Linked DNA regions of Mus musculus: region 1 is linked to region 2. Evidence: chromatin contacts called from public promoter capture Hi-C data. All regions are on one chromosome and are shown on one strand. The core of a region is the stretch at or near the end of the contact, and the rest is flanking DNA. Distances in the headings are between cores, read along the strand shown.

Evidence for each region. Capture Hi-C pulls out chosen DNA fragments and counts their contacts.
Region 1: a contact with region 2 is called in a promoter capture Hi-C map of liver. The contact joins two enhancer-like sites. A contact is called at or near these places in 4 of 39 promoter capture datasets (the 3T3-L1 cell line, 3T3-L1-derived adipocytes, neutrophils and 1 more), 10 of 484 Hi-C or Micro-C datasets (the Ba/F3 cell line, CD4 T cells, the G1E-ER4 cell line and 7 more), 4 of 115 datasets of contacts at active chromatin or transcription factors (cardiomyocytes, embryonic limb bud, embryonic stem cells and 1 more) and 3 of 9 other capture datasets (adipose tissue, liver and pancreatic islet).

What each region holds. Positions count from the first base shown.
Region 1 is chr10:91,268,380-91,272,107 of GRCm38.p6, reverse strand. No RefSeq gene overlaps it. Among named protein-coding and RNA genes, the nearest start is that of 4930534H03Rik, 50 kb to the right of the region's middle. Within about 2 kb of position 1,272, at least 110 of the 459 cell types and tissues checked have an H3K27ac peak or open chromatin away from gene starts, as enhancers often do. A contact at or near this core is called in liver and memory CD8 T cells, where this site is marked.
Region 2 is chr10:91,175,618-91,179,431 of GRCm38.p6, reverse strand. It overlaps a transcript of Tmpo not described here. Among named protein-coding and RNA genes, the nearest start is that of n-TWcca2, 4.0 kb to the left of the region's middle. Within about 2 kb of position 1,976, at least 21 of the 459 cell types and tissues checked have an H3K27ac peak or open chromatin away from gene starts, as enhancers often do. A contact at or near this core is called in liver and memory CD8 T cells, where this site is marked.

The DNA.
Region 1 (3,728 bases), core at 23-2,522, 93 kb before region 2:
AACAAGGGTCTGTCCTGCACCGACAAATACCCCCGCCCCATCCCGGACTGCTGACGATGCTGTGGGGAAGAACCTTGAGATCTTTCTGCTATTGTGATTTTTCCCATTGGCCTTTCCTGAACCTGAGATTTCACTATGAAAAACATCCCTAGATGTCATTAACGCTGAAACTAGCAAATGAATGACTTTCCGGAGGAACATGCCCTGCATTGCAAGTACAGGTTTTCAGGGTGACTTCAGCAGACAGAGAAAAGTCAGAGATCCTGGGAGGTGTGAAGACGAAGGTCATGATTCTGGGCTCCCTAATGGCCCAGCCGTCTTGAAGCAGAGGAAATGAATCGAGGCTGGGCAGCTGAACCAAGGCAGCAGGCGGTGGGAAAGGGAACCTCAGGTGGCCTGGGGAAGCAAATTCTCACTATTGCCTGCTGATAACCACCTGCCGCTGGGTTTGAGGCTTCCCTCGGCTTTCTCTGTGGCGTCCCTGTCACTGACTGAGCCCCAGGCAAAAGCTGTGAACTCCACACAGACTTTGGAAGCATACACATGTAACCACATTCTCACCCTTTTGAATTTAATTCCACAGTATAATTAAGCACATACACGGCACACGCATGGCTATAATACCAGCTGTCTGTTCAATTTGGAAGTGTGTATTAAACAAATCCAAGCAAGGAGCAACAATCTCGGAGCCTTAGGCCTGGGGGAGGCGCCACACAACCAGCCCCACAAATAAGCATTTTCTGTGACACACTGCCACCAAGTGGCCAGATGCGGGAATGACAGCACAGTGAAGCACTAACGGGACAAGTCAGTTTCTTGGCTGTCCTTGGACCCCTGGCACCTGACAAACGCTCAAAAATTGTTTTTTGAACCAAATTTAATTTAACTGAGTTGGAATTAAGTGAAGTGAATTGATTAAGCATAAAATTAACAGATGTGTGTTGGAACAGTTATTAAGGTTTGTTTGGTAAGCCTTCACAATGTGCTAGCATCATGATCGTCACAGAATGGATAAGTATGGGAGGGGAGGCGGGAGGGAAGGGGGGTTGGAGGAAGGGAGATGAGGATAAAGGGAGGAAGAGAAAAAAAGATAAGTACTGTCACACCGACATGAACTAACATAAACCTATGGTCTTCTTTTCCTTTTTGTTTGTTTGGTTGGTTGGTTGGTTTGTTGTTGTTTTGTTTTGTTTTTGAGACCAGAGCCACCCAGGTGATAGGATCTAAAGGCAGGCACCACTACAGCCCAGCTGTCATGTAACCTCAGGCTGTGGGGCCCCGGAGAGAACAACAGGCACAAGCTCTCCACATCCTTATTTGATTTCAGTCTGAACCTCCCTTTGTTCTGCATTTTTGTGACCTGCCTGGCTTCTTCCTGGTTTTATACAACTTCAGAACATGCCACATGATGTGGAATAAATGCATGATGGTGTGAAATATACTTTACAGTTGACAAACAAATCCATTTTGGATTAACATGAAACGGGGCTGTCATTTTACCGACAGGGAAAGGGAGCCTGAGATGTCAGAGACCTCCCCATATCTCACGTAAAGCCCGTAGGTCTCCTCTCTAGGTCCTGCGGACTTCCTGCCTGCAGGTGGCGCACGGGGGAGCCTCCCTCACCAGGCTCGCTCACCGAAAAAATAGCAGTGGGGCCTCTGCCTTTTACACCAAGTGCCAAGAGGATCCTGCCTGGGGCCTCCAGATGTGGGCGGGGTCTCCTGCTTGCACCAGGTCCCTCCTAGGCACACACACACACACACACACACACACACACACACACACGCTCGCCCACTCTCCCCCACCCCCACGCTTGGCCTTGGCTGTCTCCTCTTCCTGCTAGCTCACAGCACTTCCACCACAGGCCTTCAACCCCATCCGAAGCTATTAAGACCCTTGTCCCTGCATGGTCACCTTGAAAACTACTTACCAGAGAGAAATTTATAGTCTTTTGGTTTTTCAAGGCAGGGTTCCTCAGTGCAGCTCAGCCCTGGCTGCCTTGGAACTCACTCTGTAGACCAAGCTGACCTCAAACTTCGCCTGCCTCTGCCTCTCAAGTGCTAGGACTAAAAGCTGGTGCCACCACCGCCAAGAAATTGATAGTCTTTAAAAAAAAAAAAAAAAAAAAAAAAGTAGCAATTTGGGAGATAGGAAAAACAGTGAGAAATTCTTGTGAAAAATATTTAAATAAGCTCTTCATTTACCATGCTAAGTCCAAAACTAGAAGTAATTGCGATGATGATGGTGTGTGTGTGTGCGTGTGCGTGTGCGTGTGTGTGTGTGTGTGTGTGTGTGTGTGTGTGTGTGTATTCAGATTTTTATATTCGTCTTTTTAGGATTTTTTATTATTTTTAAAATTGTGTGTGTGGGTAGGTGTATGCATGTAAGCGTGCCCACAGAGGCCAGAGGAGTCAGTTTTCCTAGGAGCAGGAGTTACAGATGGCTGTGAACTACCCAAGGTAAGTGCTGGGAATCAAACTCAGGTCCTTGGGAAGAATAATACATATTCTTAACCACTAAGTCATCTCTCCAGCCCTCATCTTGTTTTTGAAAACAATTTGAAATGTCTACCATGCTAACCCTAAAGAGGTCAGGGCTAACCCCCACTGGCCCCTGAGGCAGGAGAAGAAATCTCTCCCCTGGCTGCTTCTCTTGCCTCTTGTACACCTGCCTGACCACTCACTACAACAACTGGTTGTCTCACTAGTCCACAGGTTTTCTAAGATCAAGAATGGTATAAAAGAAAAACCCTACACACAGGCCTCAGAGTTGAGAGAACAATCCAGATGATTCTAGTAGGATAAGGAGATGGCTCAGTCCAAAAAGTGCCTCCTAACTGTGAGAGATTTGAGTTTAATCTCCAGAAACACAAGCCCAAGCTTGCGTTCCCAGCTCTGGAGAGGCAGGGACGAGCTAGATCCAGGCCAGCGAGGGACCCTGTCTCAAAAAACAAAACAAACACAAAACCAAGACTTGTGGCTTATAAGCAACAACACTGTCCTCTAGCAAACACACACACACAGTGGGAGGTGGGTAATGAGCCAGCCTTAAGCTCACAATTCTATCCAAACATAGCACTGGGCCTGATACATTGGGCTGAAAACCAAATCTCTTGATCATATATCATATCATATCATATCATATCATCCTCCCAGATATGAGCCTGTGGTCTATGCCTAGGGCAGGCAAAGACTGGTCCATGTGCCCTGGGAGACTGCCACAGTGACAATGACAAAGGGCCTTCTTTTATAAAGGAGAGAGGGCCACCTATTTATTACTAGCAGAGTCCAAAGACTTTGGTTACCTCTTAAAGCTTCCATCCCATATTATGCTGGTAGAGCCAAATTTCAAGTTAGGAACTTACAAGACCCCTGAGGGCAAGGACAGATTCTGCTTCAAAAAAATTTGCAATTTTTTTTTCAAGGCCTGAGAACTGTTGGATTTTAGAGAGCCCAGTAGATAGCCCCGTGTTCTTCTGAATTCCAAATAAAATGAGAAACAAGACTTAGTGGTCAATGGTGATACAACTACAATAGCAATTATCAATAAATGTTATGGGAACCAAATATTAAATTATTTAATAGCACTGCCTGAGCTTTGCAGAATAGGAATCAGGTACCTGAAGCTTAACCATTTGCCTAAGGTCGTGTACCGAGCGGGACGGGGAGCCAGGATTTGTACTTGGCAATGGTCACTCAAAACCGATTTTCAACACTCCCTCTCAAAC
Region 2 (3,814 bases), core at 727-3,226:
TGTGTAGCCCTGGCTGTCCTGGAACTCACTTTGTAGACCAGGCTGGCCTCGAACTCAGAAATCCGCCTGCCTCTGCCTCCCGAGTGCTGGGATTAAAGGCGTGCACCACCACCATGCCTGGCCTAACACTGCATTTTAACTAGTTTTGATTTATTATATAGGGATGACGTGGAGAGAAACTCAAAAACACTAAATTCAAACTTCCATATTTGAGTCTTAAGTCACATTTATTTATTTGTTTGTTTGTTTATTTATTTGTAAGATTTATTTGTGTATGGTGGGGAGCGTGCCTTTGGTGACATAGAGGGCTTCAAGACGCCTCCATCTGAAGGAACAGGCTGTGCAATGCTTCACATGGATTCTGGAAGAACATCAAGCACTCTTAACCACTGAGCCATCTCTCCGACCCCTGAATTTTCATGTACTAGCTTTCTGGCATTGTGCTTGTTCATTAAAAAAAAAAGTCTATTATTATTTATCCTAAAAAGGGATTTATCTTCTAATACAGTATAATCTGGTTATATGTTCACCTAATTAATAACCTTTCTTCTGAGATTATTTTTAAGTCAATTACTTTAAACAGATACTCTCTGGATGAGTTGATTAAACATTTTTTTTTTTAATGTGCAACATTGAAGACATACTTTGAATACTGATTAGCTAAGTGGGCCTTTAATTTTTCAGGGTTTTTTTTGGGGGGGGGGCAGCGTGGGTGGAGGAGGTTAGATTTTATTTGTTGGTTGGTTGGTTTTCCTCTGCCTGCCTCAGCCTCCTGCTGGTCTTCCTGGTATATCTTTACCACTCTCAGTTCTCATACAAATTTAGTTTTCTTTTTAATTAACATGTCTGTTTATTTGGGGGTGGGAGGTGCTGGAGAAAGTGAACAGGGGCCTGTGGGAATCAGGTCTCTCTTTTTACCACAGGAGTCCCAGGGATTGAACTTGGGCTATCAGGCTTGGCACTCAGTGCCTGTACCCCTTAAGGTACCCTACCAGCCCTCTCACAGTAATTTAAAAGAAAAATGCTCATGATTTAAATCCATATATGTACACAGTAGAAATATTGGAAAAATATAGAAAAGGAAGAAAATAACTCATCCGTGTCTCACTGCCCAGCAGGACTGCTTTATTTTGTTAGGGGCGTGAGCAATTTCGTGCCATTGGAGGTCAGAGGACAGTGGACCTCTCCCCAGCTCTCCCCTTCCATCTTGAGGGTTCTAGGCATGTAGCCCTGGCTGTCCTGGAACTCACTCTGTAGACCATGCTTGAACTAACAGATCTGCCTGCCTCTGCCTCCAGAGTGCTGGGATTAGAGGCGTGCGCCACCACAGCTGGGCCTGCCCTGCCATCTTGGTGCTCCCTCTCCCTCAGTGGAAGAACTACGAAGGTTATGGTCAGTACTAATCTAGTACTTGGTCCTGATGTGACGTGTCCCCAAGGCCCGTATGTTGGAAGCTCGGTCCACAGCTGCTGATCCCATTGAAAGCACTAACTCCATCGGTGGGGTTAGCCCATAGTTCACTTCAGACTGAATGGGTTAGTAGGTCGTAGGGCCTAGCAGATGGATGTATAGGAGATTTGTTGTTCTTTACATTTATTTTATGTATTAGAATGTTTTGCTTGCATGTAGACTTGTAATGACACTTGTTCCTGGTGTCCTCAGAAATCAGAAGAGGGTGCCCTGGAACTGCGGTTAAGAACGGTTGTAAGCTTCTGTGTGGGTGCTAGGGGATGAGCCCAGGCTCTACAAAAACTCTTAGCCGCTGAGCTTTCTCCAGCCCCCGATGGGTATATGTTGTCCCTGCTGGTTTCCTGTCTCTCTGCTTTTTGGCTGCCATGAGGTGAGAGTTTTCCTCCACCATGCCTTTCTGTGATAATGTTTCTGCCTTGTCACTGGCCAAACAGAGATGGAGCCAGCTCTTCAGAGAGAAAGCTCTGAAAGTGTGAGGCAACATGAACCTTTCAAGTCCTACACGGATTTGCTCAGATAAAAGGTCAAGGTGACAGCAAGTGACTAATGTTGGGTTTCAGACAGGGACAGGCAACCACGGTGCATATTTAACATACCAAATCGGACCTGGCCTCCAGGTTCTCCCAGCATCCCTTAGTCCCCACCTGTTACAGGACACAGCTGGCTGATGTACCCACCCACCCTCTACCCTGAACTTCCCAGCCCAGGGACTGCATTCCCTCCCCTCTGCCTGCCTCCCCCCCTCCCCGCCCCCCCACCTTGTGTGCTTTCTCTCTTTCTCTTCTCCTGCATGTTGACTCCACTGATACCCTCTTGCGTGGTCGGTGAACTTGCTGCCCCCAGTGAACCCGTCTTTATACTTTAATTTGGCTTGAATTGGCTCATTTCATAGGAGAATGCCTACCAACTTTTCAAAATTATATCTATATAGATAATTTTTTTTTTTTTTTTAGTTTTTAAAACTGTGTGTCTGTGGATTTGTGTGTGTGAGTACTTACCTACAGAGATCAGAAGAGGATACCAGGTTCCTGGAAATTGGAGTAGCAGGCAGTTGTAAGCTGCCAGATACAGATGCTGGGAACTGAACTCCAGCCCTCTGAAAGAGCAGCAGGTTGTTCTTAATTGCTGAACCTTTATTTATTTATTTATTTATTTATTTATTTATTTATTGTTGTTATGTATGCATATGCCTGCTGTGGAGGGCACAGAGAGGTCAGAGAACAGCAGTGGAGTCAGATCTCTTCTTCCACCCTTGTTAGTTCTGCAAGGAGACCCACTGAGCTATCCCTCCAGATTGCTTGAGTCTCTTGATACTGGCTATGTAGCCTAGGCTGGCCTTGAACTCACAGCCTTCCAAGTGTGAAAATTACAAGCATGTAAAAATGTGCCACCATTCCCTTCCCTGAGACAGGGTTTCACTGTGTAGCTCTGGCTGTCCTGGAACTCAATATGTAGATCAGGCTGGCTTCAAACTCAGAGATCCACTAGCCTCTATTTCCTGACTGCTGAGATTAAAGGCATGAAGCACCACACACATTCTCTCTCTCTCTCCTCACTCCCTCTCTCCCTCTATCCCTCTGTCCCTCTCCCTCTCTCTCCCTCTCCCTCTCTTTCTCTCTCTCTCTGTGTATGTATGTGTGTTTTGATTGGTTGTTTTTTGTTTCTTTGTTTGTTTGTTTGTTTGTTTGTTTTTGAGACAGGGTTTCTCTTTGTATAGCTTTGGCTGTCCTCTAACTCACTCTGTAGACCAGGCTGGCCTCAAACTCACAGAGATCTATCTGCGTCTGCTTCCCAAGTCCTGTGATCAAAAATGTGTGCCACCCACCGCCTAGCACATACTCTCAAGTAAATGTCAACTTTTTTTTTTTTTATGGCTATGCAGCATTTCTTCATATGGCTATGTCATAATGTTTTTGTTACAGTTTAAATCTGGGAAGTCCATCACAGCTAGTTTTGAGGCTTGGGCCTGTCTGTGGTGACTCTCTGAAGACTCTGAAGTCTGTGGGAGATAGAACATGGTGGCAGAAATAAGCCCTTAGAGAGGAGTAATGTAATACCCTTAAATCTGCAACCAATCCTATGTAAAACAGTTTTTAAAAAGTCAGGTGCAAGTTAATGGTATGAGAAAAGAGGTAGTTAGTCAAATAATTGAAAAAAAATTTTTTGTGGGAATGGGAATACGGTTAAATGGTATGTAGGCACAGAACCTCAATTAAACCAATGTCAACAGAAAATAAGCAAGAAAAGATTTCTGACAAAATAATTGCACCAGATCTTTCCTCTTTAAACCTTCCCATTAACTAAAATATTTTTCTGCCGATTCTCAAGGCTTTTGGCATCACTT